Linked DNA regions of Ovis aries: all the other regions are linked to region 1. Evidence: chromatin contacts called from public Hi-C data. All regions are on one chromosome and are shown on one strand. Each heading gives the region's core, a stretch centred on a gene start, on an enhancer-like site or on the middle of the called end of the contact. The rest is flanking DNA. Distances are from core to core; before and after follow the strand shown. Region 1 has its middle 30 kb from the start of TLR3. Region 2 holds the start of CCDC110 (coiled-coil domain containing 110). Region 3 overlaps SORBS2 (sorbin and SH3 domain containing 2).

What was found. Hi-C and Micro-C count contacts between places; a contact is called where the count stands out from the background.
Region 2: a Hi-C map of hypothalamus shows a contact between it and region 1, with 4 times the contacts expected there. The contact joins the promoter of CCDC110 here to the enhancer-like site in region 1. A contact is called at or near these places in 7 of 16 Hi-C or Micro-C datasets (hypothalamus, liver, mixed tissues and 3 more).
Region 3: a contact with region 1 is called in a Hi-C map of mixed tissues, with 2.5 times the contacts expected there. The contact joins two enhancer-like sites. A contact is called at or near these places in 10 of 16 Hi-C or Micro-C datasets (blood, hypothalamus, liver and 5 more).

The regions. Positions count from the first base shown.
Region 1 is chr26:15,330,605-15,333,536 of ARS-UI_Ramb_v3.0, reverse strand. No RefSeq gene overlaps it. Among named protein-coding and RNA genes, the nearest start is that of TLR3, 30 kb to the left of the region's middle. Within about 2 kb of position 1,391, at least 16 of the 54 cell types and tissues checked have an H3K27ac peak or open chromatin away from gene starts, as enhancers often do. A contact at or near this core is called in hypothalamus and liver, where this site is marked.
Region 2 is chr26:14,893,232-14,896,163 of ARS-UI_Ramb_v3.0, reverse strand. CCDC110 (coiled-coil domain containing 110) reads left to right here and starts at 1,519. Exons shown (of 7, transcript XM_060407060.1): 1 at 1,519-1,603; 2 at 1,934-2,038. The coding sequence starts at 1,594.
Region 3 is chr26:15,046,102-15,049,033 of ARS-UI_Ramb_v3.0, reverse strand. The region is part of intron 9 of SORBS2 (sorbin and SH3 domain containing 2); the gene reads left to right. The region is part of intron 1 of LOC121818050 (a long non-coding RNA gene); the gene reads right to left. Among named protein-coding and RNA genes, the nearest start is that of TRNAG-ACC, 79 kb to the right of the region's middle. Within about 2 kb of position 1,568, at least 7 of the 54 cell types and tissues checked have an H3K27ac peak or open chromatin away from gene starts, as enhancers often do.

The sequences.
Region 1 (2,932 bases), core at 142-2,641:
CTGGTTGGAAACGTTCTTTCATATTCTATCTTTCCCCAGCCCAGCAGATGAGAGTGTGTCCTCTTGTTTTGCTTCTGAATCTGAGATTTTACTGAGGATATTTTTCCAGTGAAGGCAAAAAAGATAAAAAAATAAAAAACAAATAACCATTACATTACATACTTTGAACCCAAGAGTCACCACCCAATTTTTAACCCTAATGTAGGGGAAAATTCATCAATCCAAGCTATTATTTATGATCATGCTCTTCTTTGTATTTTAATGACCTGGAAGTGATTTAAAACAAGCTCATCTGGTGGTGACACTTAGCAGGAAGCTACTGTTACCGACCTGGGGCAACTCTCTCTGCTGTCTATTTCCTTCCACACTGAGCGTATGTGTGCTTATGATAGTGGTGGCACTACACTGGGTAAACACCACTGGGGGCATTGCTCCTTTGTCGCCTTGTTGCCTACTTTAATAGTAATAAAAATATGGATTGAAAATGTACAGAAATGGGAAGAAATTGGTAGAGAAGATTGCTATGAGGATCTTTTAATTGACACACTTTCTTAATTTTCTTTGCATAAGCAGTGTTCACTAGATGGTGATCCTACGGAAATAACCAATTTTATTTTCATTTTGTCTTCTACCTGGCAAAGCCATTTAAAGCTATGGCCATGAATCTCACTTTGGACCTCAGCATCCTCATCTATAAAATGAGAAGTCAGATGACACAGTGAACAAGTTGTAACTCCTGAAACTTAAAGATATTTAAAAAAAAATTCCTCTGAAAATAAGGGATATACAATCCTTAAAGAAAATCCCTTTGGGTGAATCACAAAAGGGTAAGCATGTATATCTCTCAAAGTTTAAAATCATCAATTAAACATTTTCTTCCTGGCAAGACTTTTCATTAGTAGGTCTAGAAGGCAGAAAATTGCATAGAATATAAATTGTTTCCATTACTTGTGTGTGTGTGTATGTATGTGTGTGTATACATAAATTTTTCATTATTATGTTTTACCTGTAGGTAAAAATCCTAAAATACAGGGTTGAATTAGCAAATTGTTTTCAATGAAAATAGATAAACATTCATTTTCCTCAATAACAACATTCGGTCAGAGCTTTATACTTTTAAACTGTTTTCATATACTTTACTTGATCCTAATCATAATGCCATGGGGATGTACAGCAGACATTAGTGCCTCATTTGATGAAAAACTACATACATAATCGATAGAGACAGAGGCATCTTGGATTTGTCATTAGAAAAGCTGAATTATGAATAAAATGGACAATGACTCACTTCCCCAGAGGCTGCATCAGATCAGGCAGTCATTACCCAGACAAGTCAGACAAGACCAGGGTTATTTGGGCCTGAATTTTATCCTGTAAATTGTATCCATTGTTTCCTTCACTTTGGTGGCAGCAGATTGCTCTGGAAGTTACTGGCAGCATCAGGCAGCTAGAGAAAAACAAGTGCCTCGACAGCCAATTCTCACTGTGACCACTAGAGTGCAGTGTTGCTCTCTGCACATCTTAACCAGTCTCCACTCTGATGCGAAGAATTAACTCCTTGGAAAAGACCCTGATGCTGGGAAAGATTGAAGGCAGGAGGAGAAGGGGATGACAGAGGATGAGACGGTTGGATGGCATCACCGACTCAATGGACATGAGTTTGAGTAAACTCTGGAAGCTGGCAATGGACAGGGAGGCCTGGCGTGCTGCAGTCCATGAGGTCGCAAAGAGTCAGACAAGACTGAGCGAATGAACTGAACTCTAAGAGAAAAGACTGGAATCCTGCAATCGGTCTGTACCACTTACCACTACCTCACAGGGTGTACTGGCGCAGTCATTGTTAGGGACATGGCTTTGGATCCCCAGTTCTGGACAGTGTCTCATTTGCCAGCCCCAAGCACTAGAGATGATTGGCCTCTAAACCAGGTGGTGTGGTTTGGGTGGAAGGAAGGAGACAGTGTCTCTTTTCACTCGCCAGTTTCCATGTGGGGGCTCTAACTAAATCTTGAAAACCTTGAGTCCTCTTCCTAAGTGTTAAGCTATCAATGAGTAATTGTTACCATAGGCGCAAAGATTTTTAGCCTGATTCATTTCCTAGAGAGAACAGTGAATGTATTGCTCTGATCACGTTATTAGACATCAAAAAAAAAAAAAAATTACAAGGGGTAGGAGAGGAGGAGAGTTAAACAATTCTCTGCTCCTGTGATTAACTATGACATAAAAATACTATATAAAAACCACTACATAAAAAATATATTGCTGTACCTTAAGTATAACGTACTTTTCCTGATGCTTTAAATGCCTCTGTGGGTGTGTAGGGGGAGAGATGTTTCTCACAACTGCACTACAACTGAGTGTTTCTAGGAGGATATAAAAGTAGCCTGTAAAACTTTTTACTGTGGAAAGAAATGATCCTTAAATTTGCCTGGCTTCAGGGCCAGAATGGCTGGTGCCGGTTACAACGCTGACAGCAGATATTAACTACGGGTCTGCGAAATTTCTGCAACGAGATGAAGCCACGTGTGTGCGTGCTCCGTTCCTCAGTCGTGTCTGATGCTTTGTAACCCCATAGACGGTAACCCAGCAGGCTCCTCTGTCTATGGAATTCTCCAGGCAAGAATACTGGAACACCATATCTTATTTACAGGTTAAGTCTTCACTCGTATTTGGAGTTTCAAGGTCTCCTTCCTCTGAAATGAGTATCTGTGTCCCTCTGGTACTCACCTTCTAGCACCTTGTGTATTAAGCAATTTCCAGGGAGACTAGATTAAAAATTCGTTTCAATTCAGTAAGAACTGACTACAAATGTCTTACAGCATAGGCGCTGAGCTCTGAACTGAAGTGTCTTGATGTAAGAGGCTGGCTTCTACACAGCTAACCAAGCTTTGAGTTCCTCGGGCAGCCCCTTGACACCAGTGATCTGTTTTGCTGG
Region 2 (2,932 bases), core at 270-2,769, 440 kb after region 1:
TTTAAATCTACAAGTAATTTCTGTGCACACATCTGCCATCCTAACTCACAAACATGACACAGACAAAGCAGCTATTGTAGAATATTACATTATATTAATTATCATGTTATTAGATATTAATATATAATGTTGCATAAAATAAACTATTTTCTAGTAATTTCTTATTTGTTATGGAAATTTCATTAGTATAGTGATTAACTTCCTAAAATGTAATGCTTTTTTGTCTACATTCTCCCTTCAAAATACTGAAGTTTATTCAGAAGAGCAATTTGACAGATACATTGATGAAAATGTTTGCAGCCCTTCAGAAAAAGTTAACTTTGTCACCATCAATCATCAGTGGAGAACCTAAGTTCTCAAAATTACAGTTTGCCAAAACTGTCTACAACACCACAAAAAAGATGGCCAAATCTTCCAGAGGCCATTTCTATAGGCTAGGAAACAAGAAATTTACAGCTAGTAAACAATGAAACTATGATAAAGAACTTAATTTCCATGAAATCGAGGCACATAATTATTACATAATAAATTATTCCATCATGACTTGAAATTCCTTACTGTGACTTAAAATCTGAACTTTCAATTATTTCATATTCCATCTATAATGGCTGTTATCACAAAATAATAACATATACTCATTTAATAGTTTCACTTAAAGAGCTCCATTTTCTGATGGGCAAGGGGATTGACTGTGGCCAGGGTCAACCCGTCTTTACTTGAACAAGCCCCTGCTTCCAAGGCAACATCCGTCTTTTACAAGTGGTTTACCCAGCCGCACAGGAAAGCAGCATGCTCTACAAACGAAGATTGGTGCCTCTGCGACCGCTCTAATGTGGACGTTTCAATACACTGCTATTGTAAGTTCATTACTGGAAATAGGGGTCTTCTTTTAACCGCAGCAAATAGATGTCCCTGTCTAGGATAGCTTGAATCTCAAGTCGCTGAAACTGACCTGACAGATGGGTTGAAACAAGAGGAACCGAAGACAATAAAACAATGAAATGGCAATCAGAGAGATCAGAGCAGGAGGGGAGTTCTTAGGTGTCTGTGTCTCTCCAAACACTCCGCTCTGTCCACACAACTTCGGCTCAACAGGTGCTGCGTTAAGTCAGAGTCTGATCAATTTCTGAATGAGCCGGGGAGACGCGGGGGGGCAGGGAGGGGGGCACCCTAATGAGTTTGTCACTGGATTTGGGGGGCACAGCAAAGGTTGGTGGAGAAGGAAATGGCAAACCACTCCAGTATTCTTGCCTCGAGTATCCCCTAGACAGAGGAGCCTGGTGGGCTGCCGTCTATGGAGTCGCAGAGTCGGACACGACTGAAGCGACTTAGCAGCAGCAGCGAAGGTGGGACGTTCCCAACACGCGACCGTTGCAGGCGCCGCTCGGGCGGGGCGGGCGTTTGGGACCCGGGACCCCAGACCCCAGCGCGCATCTTTCTCCTTCCCACCTCCACCGCTGCGCGCGCCCCCACTGCCCCTCGCGCGGTCCCCTCCACCCCGTTGCCAAGCAACGAGATGCCTGGGCTAGCAGCAACCGAGCAGAATGCCTGGGAGGAGGGAAGGCAGTTGGGAAGAGGCCTTGAGTAGCAGAAATGAGCCCGGGTAAGAGCCAGGCTGGGGTGGAACTGGCCTTTGAGGGGGCGCCCTGGGAGGTGGACGGGTACTGGAGAGCGCCGCCTCCCCGACCCCGGCCCCTTTACTCCCAGAGCGAGTCCGGTCTGGGGTGCGGATCTGCAGGACCAGCCGCGCACCTCCGCCGGCCAGGAGGAAGGCATCCCGGCGCCCGCCCAGCCTCCGGCCCAGCGCGCCCTCCGGTGGCCGCTCAGCGCGCCCGCGCCCGCATCCCCAGGCCTCGTCACCCTCCTCCCCAGGCCTCGTTTCCCTCTTCCCGGCAAAGCCAAAAGGCTGAAGCCCAGTGCTGTTTTATTACAGAAAAGCGTCCTGAGGAAGAGGATGAGGTTGACTGCGTCCTCCTTTCAGCATCCAAGATCCTAAATTCTTCTGAGGGAGTAAAGGAAAATGGTAGCAGTGAAACAGGTAAAAAAAAAAAAAAAAAAAAAACGGCCAAGCTCGGCCCGCAGTGATGCTTCTGCCTTTTTACTGTAGCAAAACTACAATAAATGACGTAGCAACCAGTACGCCGCCTAAATCCCCTGGCCCAGCTGATGCACTTCCGGTAACTGTTCGGCTGGTACTAAGAGTAACTAACACAGAACATTTCCTTTGGGCCACGTGCGGTCCTGAGCACTTAAATGGATCAACTTAATCTTCACAACAACCTTATGAAGTAGGTACGACTGTTATATTACAGGTGAGGAAACTGAGGCACAGAGAGGTTAACTAACTCCCCAAGGTCACACAGCAAGTGATAGAGCCAGCATTCAGCAGGGTAGCTGCAAATGTCCAGGCCTTAACACACCTGCTACACTATACTGCTTCTCTGAATATCAAATAAGAAATTGCTGATTTGTCTGGACAATCACTAAAAAGATAGCAATTCTTTCCAAAAGAACTGCTTTTATAGTAAATATCTGTGGACTACTGGAAGGGTGTATACACTATAGGGAGGGTGTTTGAAATAATTAAAGAGCCGCAGTTTTCAAGCTCCATATAAACCATGAATAAGATGTGCGGGGGTGGGGGAGCATCTAAGCACTCTGAAGTTGGAGTCTGGCTTCCTCCAGAGAGGCTGCAGGAGGCTCCAGGGCTCTCAGAGGGGCCTGGTGTTCATGAGAGATGTCAGGAGAGGTGCAGAGTGCTGGGGGCGGGAGGCTGTCTCTAAACTAATGGGCCACGTTCAGATCTACAGCTGTCCCTAAGCCACACAGGACACGTGGGCCATCTCCACGCAGAGGGGCTGGGAGAAGTAACCGGAGATCTGAGGTCAGGACAGGTTTGTCCACCTTCAGAAACCAGGGACCTTCACAAAGG
Region 3 (2,932 bases), core at 319-2,818, 280 kb after region 1:
TTAGTCACTCAGTCCTGTCCGATTCTTTGTGACCCCATTGACTGTAGCCTGCCATGTTCCTCTGTCTATGGAATTCTCCAGGCAAGAATACTGGAGTGGGTTACCATTTCCTTCTCCAGAGGATCTTCCCGGCCCAGGGATCAAACACAGGGTCTCCTGCATTGCAAGCAGATTCCTTACCATCTGAGCCACCAGGGAAGCCCTTATTCTTAGATCACCCCTCAATTCCCAGACACCTGTGCTTCTTCTTCACCCCTGAGCTGCCAGAAAGCCTCTTAGAAGATGACCCTCGAAGAGTACCAGAGGTTCTGGCCTTATCCGTTCATCCTTCCCTGTTCACAGTATAAACAAGCCTGGCTATTGTCTGCTTAAACAGACTCAGGATTCCTCTGATCACACAGATCCACCCCGTGTCAAGAGAGTGGGCCATAGCTGGGTCTCACCAAGCTGATAAGAGATCTCTAAAGCACTTACCAAAGGAAATTCATGATCCAGAACAGGTGGAAAGAGGGGAAAGGGACTGACGTCCGTATGCTGTGAAGTGGGCAGCAGAGCAAAGCTGTTACAGCCCAGAGAAGTCAATTTGCTGAGGCCCAGCAAAACAAACCAAAATGTAATATTTGAAAATTTTTAAATGGTATTATGAACTAGGCAAACCATGTTAGCTTTCTAACAGATCTGTTGTTTCTGCCATCTCGATAGGATGTGGTGACCGAATCTGTATTACCATAATATTTATGTTTCGTTTTCTAGATGATGACACAGACATGTATAATACTCCTTATACATATAATGCAGGTAGGCTGGTTTCCTTGCTTGCCATGAATACACTGTGCCTTGCCATGCGTGGAAGAACTTCCCACTTTTTTTTTAACCACTCTGAGTGCACGATTTCAGTTTCTACAATTAGGAAGATGCTTTTGTGTGTGTGTGTGTCTCTTTCTTTTCTCAGCATGTGTAACAAAAAAAGGTGCATCTTTTCTCATGCAAATGAGAACGAATACTATTTTATCTGCTTCACCCCCACTGTTAGTTTATTCTCGGCTTCAGGAATGTTTAACCAAAATATGAAGGACAGCAGGGAAGAGCACACTGTAATGGGGGTACAAAGTAAGACAAAGGTCTCCTTTTATCAGTAAAGAATCATTACAATTGCGTTAAGATCTTTCGGAGTACACTTCACAGTAAAACAGTCAAGCAAAGTATTTTGTGACCCTGTCCATGCTTTTGCTCCAAATGCAACCATTCGCAGAAAGCTTTTCAAAAATCCCAGTTTGCCAGACCACTTTTCTGACTGAGAGTTGCCAGTGGTCATGATGGAACGGCTTCAGCCCCGGGCGTTTCCACTAGTGTTTCTGTGAGCTGGTATCTTGGGAACGGTTGCAGGCTAGAATGAGGGGCCCCTAAAAAATGTTTCTGATTACAGCTGTCTTCTAAATATCACATCAGGGGATCCTGCACAGGGCCTCCGGTCACTTGCCAGTTCCGGGCTCAGGACTACAGCACTGTGTCTGTACTCCCTTCTTAGAGCAGGCTTGGAGGCCTACGTCCCCTTTGGCAGCTGCGGCCTCCTGTCAGGGTCCCCTGGGTCAGCCTGGCCCCTGAACTAGATGAGGTTGCCCTCTCCGTGACACTTGAAGGCCAGCACTTTGGCCTTTTTAACTGTTGAGGATTTTGCTACTAGCGTCCAAGGACAAATAGAGAAAAAAAAAAAAAATACAAGCAGAACAAGCTCAACAAGCTTCAAGAATCTGGCTTTCAGCTCTCACTCCTCTCGATGATAGCAGGCGGCCACCTAAGAGTCCCTCAACTTTTATATTCTGGTCACAGGTCCTCCCAACTCCCCTCTTGGGTTTAGCCTGTTAAAATGCAAAACACAATTGAGAAAATTTCAAAGATCTTATTGACTTTATATGACAATTCATGAATCAGGTGGCATTCAATCCAGCAGACCGAAAGGACCTCCTAGGAGCTGAACTCAAGGAAAGAATTTAAATAGGCAGAGGGAAGCGGGAACAAGGAAATCATACCAAGGAGAAAAGCCAGCACGTTGCCTCAAGGTCACTCTCCTTGACGGGAGGGTAGAGGTCTGTCAAGCAGAGTGTTTAACTCATGCTGACCAGGCAGTTTCTGATGGACTGGTTTAAGATTCTGTTTCTAGGAGAGTCAAAACTATAACTAAGTTTAAGTCTCGGTTTCATGATGTGGGGCTTAGCATGAGTGACTCCATTTTGGGTCTGTTGTTTTCTTAAAAAGCACTACAGTTGAAGTCTAACTGTGGAACTGAGGCAAAACAAAGTGTAGAGACTGTATCTTATTTGTCATAGCCAATGTGCATGAGCTTCCAAGAGAAGGAGAGGGGTGAAATTAGTAATAGCTCAAAAGACTGAGGTGGCAGGAAATTCAGAATTTTTATAATTATTGTTCATACTGAGGTTTGTATCCATGCATAATTAACAAATCGAAGAGCAGTTACCTATCAACTCACAGAGCCCTCTAGAGAGCTTTACCATTTAATCAGTAGACAAAGCAACTCTAATCAGTCTCTTCCCCATTTACTAACCTTGCATGGTGCTGTTCTATGCATTGCACTTTGAGCCTCTTTTTTTCCTCTGCTATCTCCACAACCTCTTCCCCTACCCGCCCAAACGATCCTTCGGGGCTCACACTAGTGCCCTCGGTTTTTTATATCTTCTCCAACCTATCAACCATCTTCTAAAATCTTACTTCCCAATATAAGTTTCTGCATGTGGCCTTTATCATGTTACCAATTATTTTCAATCATAATTCTAATCATGTCTCTTTTCCAGAGATGTCCTATGAGCTTATTGAGGGTTTAAGTTTCCTTATGCCTTGCACAGCATGTAGATAACTTGCTCAATATTTTATATGATTGTAATTAACATGTCAATTACTATATACAAATCAAAGC